Linked DNA regions of Macaca mulatta: region 1 is linked to region 2. A link is a contact called in public Micro-C data. All regions are on one chromosome and are shown on one strand. The core of a region is the stretch at or near the end of the contact, and the rest is flanking DNA. Distances in the headings are between cores, read along the strand shown. Region 1 holds the start of TBL1X (transducin beta like 1 X-linked). Region 2 has its middle 130 kb from the start of TBL1X.

Region 1 (6,676 bases), core at 1,017-3,516, 130 kb before region 2:
TTTTCAATGCATGCGGCAGTGAAAGATTAACAACTTCTCGGATGTAACCTACTAGGTTTTTCTGTTTTTCCTAAGGGAGGAAAAAAAGGCAAATCCAAGGCATCAGGAAAGCAGTGCGAGGATGGTCCTGCCTTGCCGGGCAGAGAAGCTGTGATGATCAGCTAAGCCAGGAGGCCCACAGGGCACTTGCTGCGGGGCAGAGCACCGGAATTTGGACGCCCTGCAGAAAACTGGGAGGGGGCCAGGCCCAGGTTCTAGCGGAGGTGTTCTCCTATCCAGCAGGAGTATATCGGAATATCTGAATTCCTGACACTTGGGACCTGCTGGAGATGGCCTCCCTGTGCAGGGACCATTTTCCCGCCTCTGTTCCTCACCTTAAAAGGTGAAAAAAAAATATTCTAACTAAGATGATGTTGTACAGAACCAGCGATACTGATATAATTGATGGGAAAACTCCAGATATTGAAACATTCACTTTTAAGTATGTCTACAATAAAGTTATTATTTTTGCAAACTGTCTCCTCCTTAAAACCACTGGCAGAGAGAAGTTCTCTGAGCCCAGTAAAGGGGCAGGTGGGGGAGCGAGGGTGGCAGCACTACACCACAAATCTCCATTTTTGCCCTACAGGTGTGTGTTCTATTAAGGGCTGGAATCGCCTTAAGGGCCGGTGATCCAGCGGTGAAAAACTCGTTGTCTGTATTAGTTACCCAGCTTGGTGGCTTTCCACAAGAATCTGCAGCACATTTGAGACATGACTACCCTTTAAAATAAACGCGTCATACTGAACATTCTTCTGTATTTTATTTTTCCTAATCACATCTTTTCTAGGAAAGACTTGTAAACTTTTCATAAAATCCTCAAGTGCCACTTCCGACACCAAAGCCACTGCCTGGGACCTTAGCAGGGAGGTTGCCGTCCTTCCCCCTCGCCTTCCAGGTGAAACCAGGGGCTCGGCGAATGTGTCAGGAGAGGAAAACATCCAGAAGGCAGGTCAAGTCACACATGACAATGCAAAGCAGAAACAGTCGCAAATACAATAGAGGATAGGTTTTTGTTTCTTTTCAGGTTTTGCTCCAGAACATCACTGACTGGAAAATAAACGTCAGTCCCTACCTTTGTGGAACGTCCAACGCAGCTGGCTGGGGGAACACGAGGCCTTGCAGGGAGCGAGTCCCGGCCCCGGTCTGACTGAGCACAGGCGACGCACGTGAGGTCCAGGCCCTATCCCAGCGCAGGCGGGCCTCCAGCGACCCACAGTTGTCACATATCCGGCCAGCGCTGATTCCCGAAGGCGCACTCCCCATACCCCACTCCGAGCACCGGTCCCATCCTTAGGGAAGGTCCTCCTGGGTAGCAAGGCCGGGGCCCAGGATCTGCGAGACCCACCCCACCCGCCCCGCCAGAGCCCAGGAGCAGCAACAGGTCTGCGCTCTCTCCGGGCGGCGCTCTGCAGACCCTCGACCGGCCAGGGGTGTCCCCAGCCCAGCTGTGCGCTCGGGCCGGGGAGATGGGCGGAGGACTGGGGCTCCTGACTTCCTTGACAGTTTCTGCGCCTCAGAAACTGAGCAGACGCGGGGCCCGCGCCACCTCGCCCGCCGCTTGCCTCACTTCGTAAGGCTGCGCTTCCACCCGGGTCCGGGCGGGCCGGCCCGCTTCCCGGGGATGAATGGGGCTCCTCTCCCCAACAGCGGGGAAATCCCGCCACCGCCCTCCACCCCGGTCCCCCGAGCCCGCGGTGGCGCAGGTTTGCCCAGCAAGCCCCAAGATCGGCAGACAAAGGGGCACCAGAGGAAAAGCCGAGCTCTTCCATAAACTTACCGGTCACCTACCCCTCCCCAAAACAAAGGAGCCCCCCGCCGACCTCTGTCTCTCCCCGCAAGGCGCGCCGGCACTTTGGGGAGCGGCCACCTCGGGGTATTGTTCAGCCTCCTGGGAGCGCGCCGCACCCCAGTCCGAGCGCCACGGGGACAGTTGGCGACCTGCGCCTCCTGTAGTTCCAGGGGCGGGTGGAGCGTCCGGGCGCCCCGAGTCGCCGGCCAGACCCTGGAGGGTCAGCGCGGGAACCGCCTCCCCGCAGAAGTTTGCGGACCCCGCGCCCGGCCCGCCGAGCCCCGCGCACTCACCTCGCCGCGAACAGCGCAACTTGTGGCGGCGCCGCGCGCCCGGCCGCGCTCCGAACCTCCCTCCGGCCGGCAGCCTCCGAGCCCCGGCCGTGCGGCGGCCGAAGAGGGCCCGGCGCCCTGGAGCAGCCGCGCGCCGCCCCCGGGCCGCCCCCGCCCCGCCGCCGCCGAGTCCCGGAGAGGGCGCGGGCGCTGGAAAGTTTCGGTGGCGAATGGCGGCCGGAGGGCGCTGCGGCGGCGGCGCGGCGGGGGCGCTGGCGACTCCTCGCTCCCGAGCGCGGAGTGGGGCCGCTGAGCCGGGCGCGGCGGCGGAGGCGGCGGCGGCGGCGGCGGCGGCGGCGGGAGAGGGCGGAACAGCGGGAGGGACTGGCACGGGCAGTGACCTCCGCGGGGAGCGGTCGCGAGCGCGCGGACCCCAACCAGGACTACCGCCAGGGGTCCGCCCCCTCCGCCAGCCCCTCCCTCACGGCCGTGGGAGGGCACCCGGCGTCCCACCCAGCCCCGCCCCTGAGCCCCGGGGGAGCCGCGTCCCGAACCAGCCCCTCCCCCACGAGGGTAGGGACTCCGGCCCTGCCCCTCCCCCGCGGCTCCTAGAGGGGACCCGCGTCCCAACCCAGCCCCTGCCCCACGGTCGGGGGACCAGCGTCCCTACCAAGCCCGCCCCGCTCCCCAACGCCTAGGGTGGGTGAGGGGAACCCAAGCCTTTCCCGAGTTGCTCCGGTCCCGGTCCCTTCCCCGTGGCCTCCGTGGGACTGAGAGGACCCCAGGGCTACCCCCATCACATCCCAAACCCAGCCTTTCCACGACTGCCTCGAGGGGACGGGAACCTCGGCCACCCCCTCTGTTTCGGGGGGGCAGGGGAACCTCGGTCCCTGCTAAAGTGTTACCCTCCCCCACCCCAATAAGGAAGCCACCCAGCTGCCCCAAGAGAACCCCCTGCCACCTGCCCGATGGTGAATCTCCCTCAAAATAAGCGTCTTAGAAGACACCCCAGTAGTCTTTACCCCACCTCAAAAAGTGGGGGCTCCGGCGGAGCCTCGACCTTTGCAAAACACCTCCCAGGAAGAGCCAGAAACGCTTAGGGACAAACTCAGACACACAAGCATAGGCGCCAGGAGCTCGGGTGTGGGGGCTGAGGAGGTTAGGGGGACCTGGGCCCTCGGGCCTCAGCACTCCCACCCCAACCCCCAGGCTTCAGCCCTCTGGGCCTTGCAAAGTGCTTAATGTTGCAATGGCTTACACGGCCTGGCCCCGGTGCACTTAAGTCCCCAGCGCTCCTTCCTCCCCTCCACGTAGGCTACTCCCCACCACTCGCGGCCTTAATTCAGTTAAACAGATCTCCACTCCCCCTCCCCAGCACCTCTGGGGTCAGCCTTGTTGAATATTTTTCAAATATTCTTGCCCCTTCCTTTACTATATAATGAGCTTCGTGCTAAGAGTCCGGTGCACTCAGCAATCTAAACTATAACCTTACTTGCTCTTCCTCGAACACTAGACCATTTGTTGTTCTGGTTGTGGGGGGAGGGGGACCCGAGGTGAGGTTTTTGTTTTTGTTTTTGTTTTTCTGAGACGGAGTCTCGCTCAGTTGCCCAAGCTGGGGTGCTGTGGCACGATATCGACTCACTGCAACCTCCACCTACCTCCCTGGTTCAAGCAGTTCCCCTGCCTCAGCCTCCGGAGTAGCTGGGATTACAGGCGCACGCCACCACGCCCAGCTAATTTTTTTGTATTTTTAGTAGTTTTAGTTTCACCATATTGGCCAGACTGGTCTCGAACTCCTGACCTCAGGCAATCCGCCGGCCTCGGCCTCCCAAAGTGCTGGGATTACAGGCGTGAGCCACCGCGCCCGGCCGGAGGTGAGTTTTTAAGAGGCCGGTCCTCCATCAAAAAGGCGGACCTCAAAATTACCCTGCAAAATATTGCCGTAAAACGTCAATGATGCAAAATGACTGTTGCTACACCATCATTAGAGGACATCAATAAAAAAAATACACACTTACACAGTCTCCATAATTGTGAATCAGCAGAATAGATTGTGTCTTATTACGTATCAGTTGCCATTCAAGGCCCCCCAGAAGGACTTGGTGGGGCCTTCCCTTGAGCCTGCCCTTCGTTGCTCCCGGGCTCCCTGGGCTTGTGCAGACTGATGCTGACTATTACATGCAATCGAAAAACGAAGGGTGCAATAGAAAACCCGAGCGAAAGAGCTCATGATGCAACCCTGCCCTGGCTACACGTGCTTCCCTTCCCCCACCGCCTGCTGGTGGGAGCGCTGCGTTTTTTCCGCCTGTAGGGTCACATTGTGGTTGATTGATTCTCCTTTCGCCTTGCTCAGTCATTCAGATTTGGAAAGTAAATAACAAGTTGACATCATTACAGCTCTGGGCTTTACGCGGACGCAGCCCTCGGCTACCGCACACTCTGGAGTAGCTGCGCAGCCAACCGGCCTCCTAGCTTGCCAGACCTGCTTGTGGTTAGCAACTGGAAATTCAAGCTAAACTTGGTTAAAAGGCCTCTTTGTGTGTTTTGATCACTTGGCAGATGCCAATCTTTTAAAGTATGGGAAAGTGGTGGAAATCATCACTCTCAAACTGGAGCACTGTGTGGCCAGGATTTATAGCTGATCTCCTGTAACTGACAAAGCAAAAGAGCTCAGAATTCATCTTGACTGGTTGGTAATAGCCCAATAATCCCACCGGCCTTATTACCCGTAAAGAGTCAATATCTTTTATCATAGATTCACAGGGCCCCAAAGGACACTGTAAGACCTAAGACAGGAAGAGAGACCGCCTACATTTATCATGAACTCACCAAAATTCCTCTTTTTGAAATGCTAGATGGGCTGTACGGTAGGTGATAATTAGACTGTGTTATTTAATCTGTTTCAACGATTTTTCAAATGTGCAGTCCTATAAGGTGGGAGAAAACAAGGAAATAAAGTAGAGCCGGAAGGAGCTAGTGTATTCTGAGAAAGCTGAAGGATAACAGGGCGAGGGGTCCACAATGATGTACACAGATACCCAGATACCCACTGCACTAGCCATGTGCGTGTGTGCGTGTGTGTGTGTGTGTGTTGCAAACACTTATTTTCAGTTATTGACTGGAGGGAGGGGAAAACAAGAATCTGCTTGCAACAAATACCACCAGCATTCCCCATATACAGTACCCAAAATTTTAATTAAAAGGCAGTAGGAATTCACACAAATATACTCAACTAATCTTTCACAAAGGAGCAAAGGCAATTCATCCTTTTTAACAAGTGGTGCTGGAACAACTGGACACCCATATGCAAAAAAAAAAAAAAAAATTCTAGACATAGGCTTTATATTTTTCACAAAAATTAACTTAAAATAGAACATACTCCCTAACATAAAAGGTAAAACTATAAAAACTCTTAGAAGATAACATAGGAGAAAATCTAGATGACCTTGGGTTTGGCAATGACCGTGTAGCTAGAACACCAAAAGCATGATGCATAAAAGAAAAAAAACAGTAAGTTGGGCATCACTAAAATTTGAAAAGTCTACAAAAGACACTGTTAAGAGAATGAGAAGACAAGTCACAGAATGGGAGAAAATATTTGCAAATTCCATATCTGATTAAGGATTGTATTTAAAATATGCAGGCCAGCTTAGTGGCTCACACCTGTAAAACTCTGCTTGAGGCCAAGAGTTGGAGGCTGTTGTGAGCTATGATCTCACCACTGCACTCCAGCCTGGGCAACAGAGAAGAACTTGTCTCTAATTTTTTCAAGTGTGTGTGTGTGTGTATATGTGTGTATGTGTGTGTACATATATATGTACATATGTGTATATGTGTGCGTGTGTATATATATAATTCTTAAAACTCCACGATGAGAAAATAAACAACTGAATCAAAGAGCAAACAATCAGAAAAAAATCTCATCAAAGAGATATACAGATGGCAAATAAGCATACGAGAAGATGCTGAACATCATGTATCATTAGGGAATTGCAAATTAAAATAACAATGAGCTACTACTACATACATTAGAATGGCTAAAATTCAGAAAACTGACAATCCCAGATGCTGACAGGATACAGAACAACAGGAACTCTCATTTGTTGCTATTGGGAATGCACAATTGTACAGCTACTTCACAAGACAGTTCAGCAATTTCCTACAAAGCCAAACATAGTCTTACCGTACGGTCAGCAGTTGTGCTCCTAGGTATTTACCCAACTAAGTTGAAAACTTACATCCTCCAAAAACCTGCATGCAGAGGTTTATGGCACCTTTACTCATAATCACCAAACACTGGAAGCGACCAAAGTATCCTTCAATAGGCGAATGGACAAACAAACTGTGGCTCACCCACATAGTGGAATATTACTCAGCACTACAAAGAAATGGCCTATCAAACCCCCAAAACACAGAAGGGAACCTTAAATGCTATTGCTAAGTGAAAGAAGCCAGTCTGAAAAGGCCATATACTGTATGATTCCAACCATATGACATTCTGGAAACGGCGAAACAGGTAAGACGATAATAAGATCAGTGGTTGCCAGGGGTTCAAGGAGGAGGAAGGGATGAA
Region 2 (6,957 bases), core at 2,661-5,160:
GTGTGAAATGTACTTCTTACTGTGGATGGGAGTTTCCTTGGGGGAGAAGGAACCACCAAAGAGCTCATGCTAGTCAGATGAGGTTAGTTCAAGGAAAACCTAAGGAGGCAGGGCTTAACCTCATCCATCGCCAGTGACATAAATTGATGGATCGGTATTATTATTATTATTATTATTTTAAAGACAGAGTCTTGCTGGGTCTCCCAGGCTGGAGTTCAGTGGTGCCATCTCGGCTCACTGCCCGAGGTGGATGGATCACGAGACCATCCTGGCCTTCATAGTGAAACTCCGTCTCTACTAAAAATACAAAAATTAGCTGGGCGTGGTGGTGCTGCCTGTAATCCCAGCTACTCGGGAGACTGAGGCAGGAGAATCCCTTGAAACAGGGAGTTGGAGGTTGCAGTGAACTGAGATGGTGCCACTGCACTCCAGCCTGGTGATAGAGCGAGATTCCATCATAAAGAAAAAAAAATGTCACTCAGGTTCGGGTGTGGTGGCTCACGCTTGTAATCCCAGCACTTCGGGAGGCTGAGGTGGGCGGATCACTTGAGGTCAGGAGTTCAAGACCAGCCTGACTAACATGATGAAACACCATCTCTACTAAAAATACAAAAATTAGCCGGGTGTGGTGGTGTGTGCCTGTAATCCCTGCCACTCAGGAGGCTGAGGCAGTAGAATCACCTGAACCCGGAAGGTGGAGGTTGCAGTGAGCTGAGATTGTGCCACTGCACTCTAGCCTGGGGAATAGAGTGAGACTCCATCTCAAAAATAAGAAAAAATAAAATCCACTATCCTGCTAAGATGCACATATGTGTATATATCAATATACAAAACATTCTAATAGAGAATATAACAGAAGGGAACATTTCTACTCACCACTGTCAATATTTAGGTTTTGCAGGACATCCCCAGAACACAGAGGGCAGTGCTTTGGGAGAGAGGGCTCCTCCCGAGGCTCTGGGATATTGGGATATTGGCGATGCCCCCCAGACACCTGGAGCACCCCCCACTCACCTGTTTTGCTTACCTCTTTTCTTTTCTTTTCTTTTTTTTGAGATACGGTCTTGCTTTGTCACCGAGGCGGGAGCACAGTGGCACGATCATGGCTTACTGCAGCCTCAACCAGTCCTCCCACCTCAGCTTCCCAAGTAGCTGTCACCCTCTTTTCTGATATAAGGTCTAATTAAGGTCAAGAATCAGCTTTGGGCTTGGAAACTTGGCCAGTGTTTTCTGCCTTTAACTAGAAAGTTTCAAGCAGGAATTCCAAACAACCCCAGTGCAGGCAATGGCAACAGACAGACCCATGGTGCAGGAGAAACTGTATTCATTTCCTGCACTGAAGCTAGTGAAGAACAAGGTGACTTATGTGATTACACAATGGGGAATAACTTAGGATACTGTCCTTAAACGTTAAACAAGAGGAATACTGTGCAAGAGGGAAATGGTTCCTACATTCTGGCATATACAATTCCACGCGGTGGAATTTAAGCCCTCATTTAAAGTATAACTTTGAAAAATATTTAGTGACCTAGAAAAATATGTATTTCTTAAGACTAGGTAACCAAATCGGAATGCTAAACTATTTATACAGAGTGAGCCCGATTTTATTATTTACCTCCCCTCCACCCTCAGCTCCCATTTTTGGATGGGAAAATTCTTCCACACAGAGGAAAACGACAGGCACGTCATGAATGCAAACGTCAACGTTGGTTTTCTCTGGGAATTTTTATTTTATTGGACAGAAAAGTGGCTACACTTTGCTTTTTATTAGGAAGAGAAGACGCTTTAACATCTAAGTAATGAAGTCACAGCGAAGTGAAGAAGCCCCTTCACCCATCAGATGGCTTAAGAATGCCATCCTGGCGTCGTCCATAACTCCTCGAATCCCCTACTGCGCTGATGACACAGAATCAGAGGCTTCCAGGGGTACGCTTAGGGGGCATCTGATGCGCACGGCAGCTACTGGGCCCCAACTCTGGAGTGTTCTCACTCAGAGATTTAATTATAGGGCGGGGTCGTCAGGAGCAGGTCTCCCACTGTCCTGCAGGAACCCTTTTTGACCTTCAGTAGAGACAGAGCCCTAAAACTTTGGGCCTGATTTTCCCTTCCCCAACTCCTCCTCGTGCTCTTCCCAGGCACTTCCCCACCCTCAAGAGACTCCCTTCTTTACCTCTGTCCCCAAGTCCCTCTCTCCCCAGGCCTTCTCAAGGGGTCCCCCGCTGCAGGACCCCTCTGCCGTCCCCTTTCCTGTTTCGGAGTGTCGCGGGGTTCTGGAAACCACAGTCCCCTCAACAGCCCTGAGATCCCCGGGGAGGAACCAGCGAGCCTGAGCCCTGTTTTGGGAGCACAGGGAGACACCCGCGCGGGCGGCCGGCGGCGTGGGGGCGGGGCGCTGAGAGTGCGCAGCTCTTCTAAGGTCGTCGGTAATTCCTTCCCGGTCCATGTAGGGCGCTGGCACAGACCGGCCCCAAGAGTCTGATCCTGGGGGAGGGGAGGGGAAGAGAGGTGAGGGGAGGGGAGGAGGCTGGAAGACGAAGTGGGAGGAGGTAGGTTGTGGCCTAAACCCCAGTGCAGGGAGAGGAGGCTAGGAGGGGGAAGGGAGGGACAGAGAGGGGATGAAAAGCAGAGGAGGAGGGGGAAGGGAGGAGAAAGAGGAGGCAGGGATGCGAACCGGAGGAGGAGGAGGCGGGAGGACGGAGTGGGTGGAAAGCAGGGGAGGATGGGGAGGGGAGAGGTGGAAGGGAGAAGAAGGAGGGGGAGGGTAAAAAGCAGAGGGGGAGGGAAGAGGGAGGGGGTGAAAGCAGGGGGGAGGGGAGGAGGGAGGGGGTGAAAGCAGCAGGGGGGAGGGGAGGAGGGAGGGGGTGAAAGCAGCAGGGGAGAGGGGAGGAGGGAAGGAGCAGGGGGAGGGTAAAAAGCTGAGGGGGAGGGTAAAAAGCAGAGGGGGAGGGGAGGAGAAGGGAGGGGGTGAAAAACAGAGGGGCAGGGGGAGGGGAGGAGGAGGAAGGGGGATGGGAGGTGAGAGAGAGAGGGAGGATGAGGGGAAGTGAAAAGGACGAGGGGGAAGGGAAGTGAAAGAGGGAGAAGGGGGAGGGGAAGTGAAAGAGGGAGAAGGGGGAGGGGAAGTGAAAGAGGGAGAAGGGGGAGGGGAAGTGAAAGAGGGAAGAGGGGGAGGGGCGCCACCCAGCCTCTTTCCGGAGGAGACTCATTTAGATGCAATGGCCAATTTTTTTTTTTAAACCAGACTGTATAAATTTACAGTTTCCTTTTCAGCTGAAGCAGACAATGTTAAAACACATTAGATTTTCTGTTTCGGAATGCAAATTAAACATAGGCAAGCTCTTGGAAGGCTTCATTGAGGGCTTAAGAAAATAGGAGATTGAAAATGTCGACGCTTGAGTAAGGCAAGAGATTTTAGCCTTGTAGCAATGTGGTCCTGTGTGTGTTTACTTAAAAAGAGAAAACTGCTTAATAATAAAACGGCCCTAGTCTTCCTTGAACATAACAGGAAGCACTGCTTAAAAAAATTTTCTTTTTTTTTTTTTTTTTAACAGCCACCATTTATTTGTCGGTGCACAGGGAGGGGGTGCGGTTGAGGCAGGCTTGGGGTAGTCACGCAGGCACTCCCCAAAGCCTGCTCACCGGGCCCCTCCAACCCCAAGGAGTGGAATCTAGAAGCAGCCCCTAGGGGCTCTCCCCTCTCATCTAGAAATGACTTTCCTAAGTAACTGTCACTATAAACTAGGTTCCTTTCTGTTCTCTGTCCCCCTTTTTCACCCCCAAAGCAAAAACAACAAAAACACAATCTAATAGAAAAGCCCCTCCCACCCCAACGAAAAGCAAGCGGAGCACTGGCCCCAAACTCTGCTGCTGCTGTGCCTGCCCCTGTTATGGGAGCCTTGTGGGCTACTTTCTGCTCTTTTCTTCCCCTGGAGAGTTATTTAAGGCCTTTAAATGCCATTCTGTGCACACAGAACTTAAAAATGGTCTGGCACGGGGGAAAAGTTGGCAAATGTCGAGTTCACAATCTGTTGCCATTATGTGAAGCCAGATTCAGTAAAAACTCTATTGGCTTCCGGAGCCAGGTTATGCAACATCTTAGAAGGGTTTGGGGATGTGTCTGTAGAAGGGGGAAGGGGGACCTGAGAGGGGATCTGGGTGTCGCATGTAAGCTTGCTGTACTGGGGATGGCCGTGGACACAGACGGGTGTCGGGAGCTGCACCATTTCAGTCTTAAGAGCAAGAAGCCCCCCTGCATCTAACTGTGTGGGCTTTGAAAATGGGGGTGAAGGGACCAAAAGGCATCCCTGGGCCATGAGTTCCTGTAGGGTCTCCACATTGAGATGGTGAGTGGGGGATGGGCCCCTATGAGCCGGCTAGGGCTGCCATGTCAGAGCAGCAGACATGGATTCCCTCACATTCTGGAGGCCACATGTTTGAAACCCGGTGTCACAGGGCTGCTTTCTCCCTCAGCTCCTCTCGGTGGCTTGTAGACGGCCTGTGTCCTCCCATGGTTGTCCCTCTGTGTGTGCCTTTGTCCTCATTGCCTCCTCTTGTAAGGACTCCAGTCCTACTGGATCAGGGCCCACCCTAATGACCTCATTTTAATTTAATTGCCTCCTTAGAGATCCTGTTTCCAAATACGGTCACATTCCAAAAGGTAGTGGGGATTAGAGCTTCAGCCTTTGAATTTTAGGGATTATTCCCCGTTATGGGATGGGGAGAACGCTTCAGAGGCTTGGTAAGGGAAGCAGAGTGGGTGGGGAAGGAGCTTGCACCCCTTGGGCACCCAGGCGTTGGGATGCCCCTGGCCCCTCAGCCCCTGGGTTTGCAGACTGGAGAGCAGGGTGCTCCCAGGGAAGTGGGAGGGGTGGGGGCAGGGTAGCTGTTAACTGCTAGACTTGGGCCTGTCGCCCATATGACAGCTGCATTTTCAATTCTCTTTTGGAATATTCCTTCTGTGTTGCAGTTTCACTGTAGCCTGAGAGCCAGCTGGATAAGCTGCTAGGGACACAGGATTCCCGGGTGATAGCGCAGGGCAGCAGTGGTGTCTCAGGGTCTTGCTCACATCTGTGTGCTTGGCACCTGGGAAGGAGCTCCAGGTAATTCTGCAGACTAAAGGAGGGGAGGAGCAAGCTCACCCTGTGGGTTTTCAAGATGTTAATTTAATCTTCCTTGTTTGTACTTGACAGAAACCACAAAGCTTGTTCATCCAAAGTAGTGTCTTTTGTGGTGAAATGATTATCAGTAATTATTAAGAAACAGAGGGAGTCTTCTCCTTGGCCGCCGAAAAACTCAGAAATGTGGGGAGAAATATCAAAGTTGTGGATGATCTGATATCATGAATTTTCTCGGAAAGGAGATGACCAGAGGCGAAAGTGTATTGGAGCTTCCGTCTCGGTGGCTTTTTTTAAGGTTTGGTTCCAAATGGTGGTGACTCCAGAGAGTTGATGATCTCACAATGCTTTTGAATTTGCACAGCGAAGCCTTCAAGTCCTGCCTTGGCAGTTTCAGCAGAAGCATAAAGGATTCAAGGAACCACAGACACGATGGTGGAGACATTTTTGGTGGTGATTTTCCTGGCAAAGCCCTGGGGAGCCGGCTGGCTTGGTCAGCTGTAGGCAGAGTTTGTCCTTTCCCTCTGGGGGAAATCCACTTTGTCCGGAACACTCTGGAGTCCTTCGGGTCATTCACTCCCGAGTCCTTCGGGCCATTCACGATCTTTCACCCTTTCTTCAAGCTCACCTCTCTCTTTAAGGAACAGCCGAGCGTCCCTGGAGGCTCCAAGTCTTCTCTTCTACTGAACTGTGCCAGCAGGAATGTCTATCAGGGTTCCTAAGAGTTCTGTACCTGAGTGAATGCAGACCTTTTGCACAAATTTCTAGTAGGTGATTCACTAGAGGCCAAAGGCAGGGGAAATATAATCATTCACTCATTTTTTTCATGCCTTTTGTTTCCTTCTTCTAAACTCTTGCTTCTTTTGTGTGTATTTTATTTTGTTTGCCTTAGCTTCTTAAGTCAGGGAGGGTTGGAAGGGAAGGAAGGTGTTTGAAATATACGAGTGACAAATGAACGGAAATTTGCTGCTTGGTGATAGCACCAAAGGAAGGTGAAAATATGTGTAGTGGACGTTGGTAGTTTTGGTCTGACTCCGTGTTTGGCCTCTATCTTTCGGTTAAAACAACTCAAATTTTCTCTGGGGAACACAGGCTGTTATTCTCAGTCCCTGAGATACAGAGCTCCAGCGCTGGGGGCCCAGGTCTGGCCAAACGGCATCTCACATTCCTTGGCCACGGCGACTTCTTTGACCCATCATGACCCAGAGACAGCCAGATCTGGGCTTCTATTAGAATTCTTGACAAAGGGTTTTTTTGGTTTATTTTGTTTTTGTTTGTTTGTTTGTTCTTTTTGCTAGGGTTGCTAAACAGGTACCAGTAAACCCAGTAATGAAAAAAAAAAAACAAAAAAAAAACATCATTCTTATCACTCCTTGAGACCGAAAATGGTAGTGAGGAATATGGAGCTAAGGGGTGAGACCTCCCTGGATAGCTTGGGAATACCTGAATCTAGCCAAGCCTGAAGGCCACACATGACATTTGCAGTTATGTGAACCAATGTGTTTCTTTTCTTTTTTCTTTTCTTCTCTTCTCCTTCCTTTCCTTTCCTTTCCTTTCCTTCTTTTTTTCTTTCTTGTAGCCCCATTTGACTTTAGTTTCAAATGCTTGTCACTGAAAAATGTTCTTGGCTTATTGAAATACTAACCTCTATTTTGTTGAGTATTAAAATTATAGGCTGGGCATGAAGGCTCACGCCTGTAATCTCAGCACTTTGGGAGGCCGAGGCGGGTGGATCACTTGAGGTCGGGAGTTTGAGACCAGCCTGACCAACATGGAGAAACCCCGTCTCTATTAAAAATACAAAATTAGCCAGGGGTGGTGGCACATGCCTGTAATCCCAGCT

What was found. A called contact is a pair of places that touch in the nucleus more often than the background predicts.
Region 1: a Micro-C map of CD4 T cells shows a contact between it and region 2, with 13 times the contacts expected there. The contact joins the promoter of TBL1X here to the enhancer-like site in region 2. A contact is called at or near these places in 6 of 14 Hi-C or Micro-C datasets (CD4 T cells, blood, cortical neurons and 3 more).

The regions. Positions count from the first base shown.
Region 1 is chrX:9,011,698-9,018,373 of T2T-MMU8v2.0, reverse strand. It overlaps TBL1X (transducin beta like 1 X-linked), which reads right to left and starts at 2,266. Exons shown (of 20, transcript XM_077988391.1): 1 at 2,125-2,266.
Region 2 is chrX:8,880,609-8,887,565 of T2T-MMU8v2.0, reverse strand. No RefSeq gene overlaps it. Among named protein-coding and RNA genes, the nearest start is that of TBL1X, 130 kb to the left of the region's middle. Within about 2 kb of position 3,910, at least 14 of the 40 cell types and tissues checked have an H3K27ac peak or open chromatin away from gene starts, as enhancers often do. A contact at or near this core is called in CD4 T cells, blood and fetal cortical plate, where this site is marked.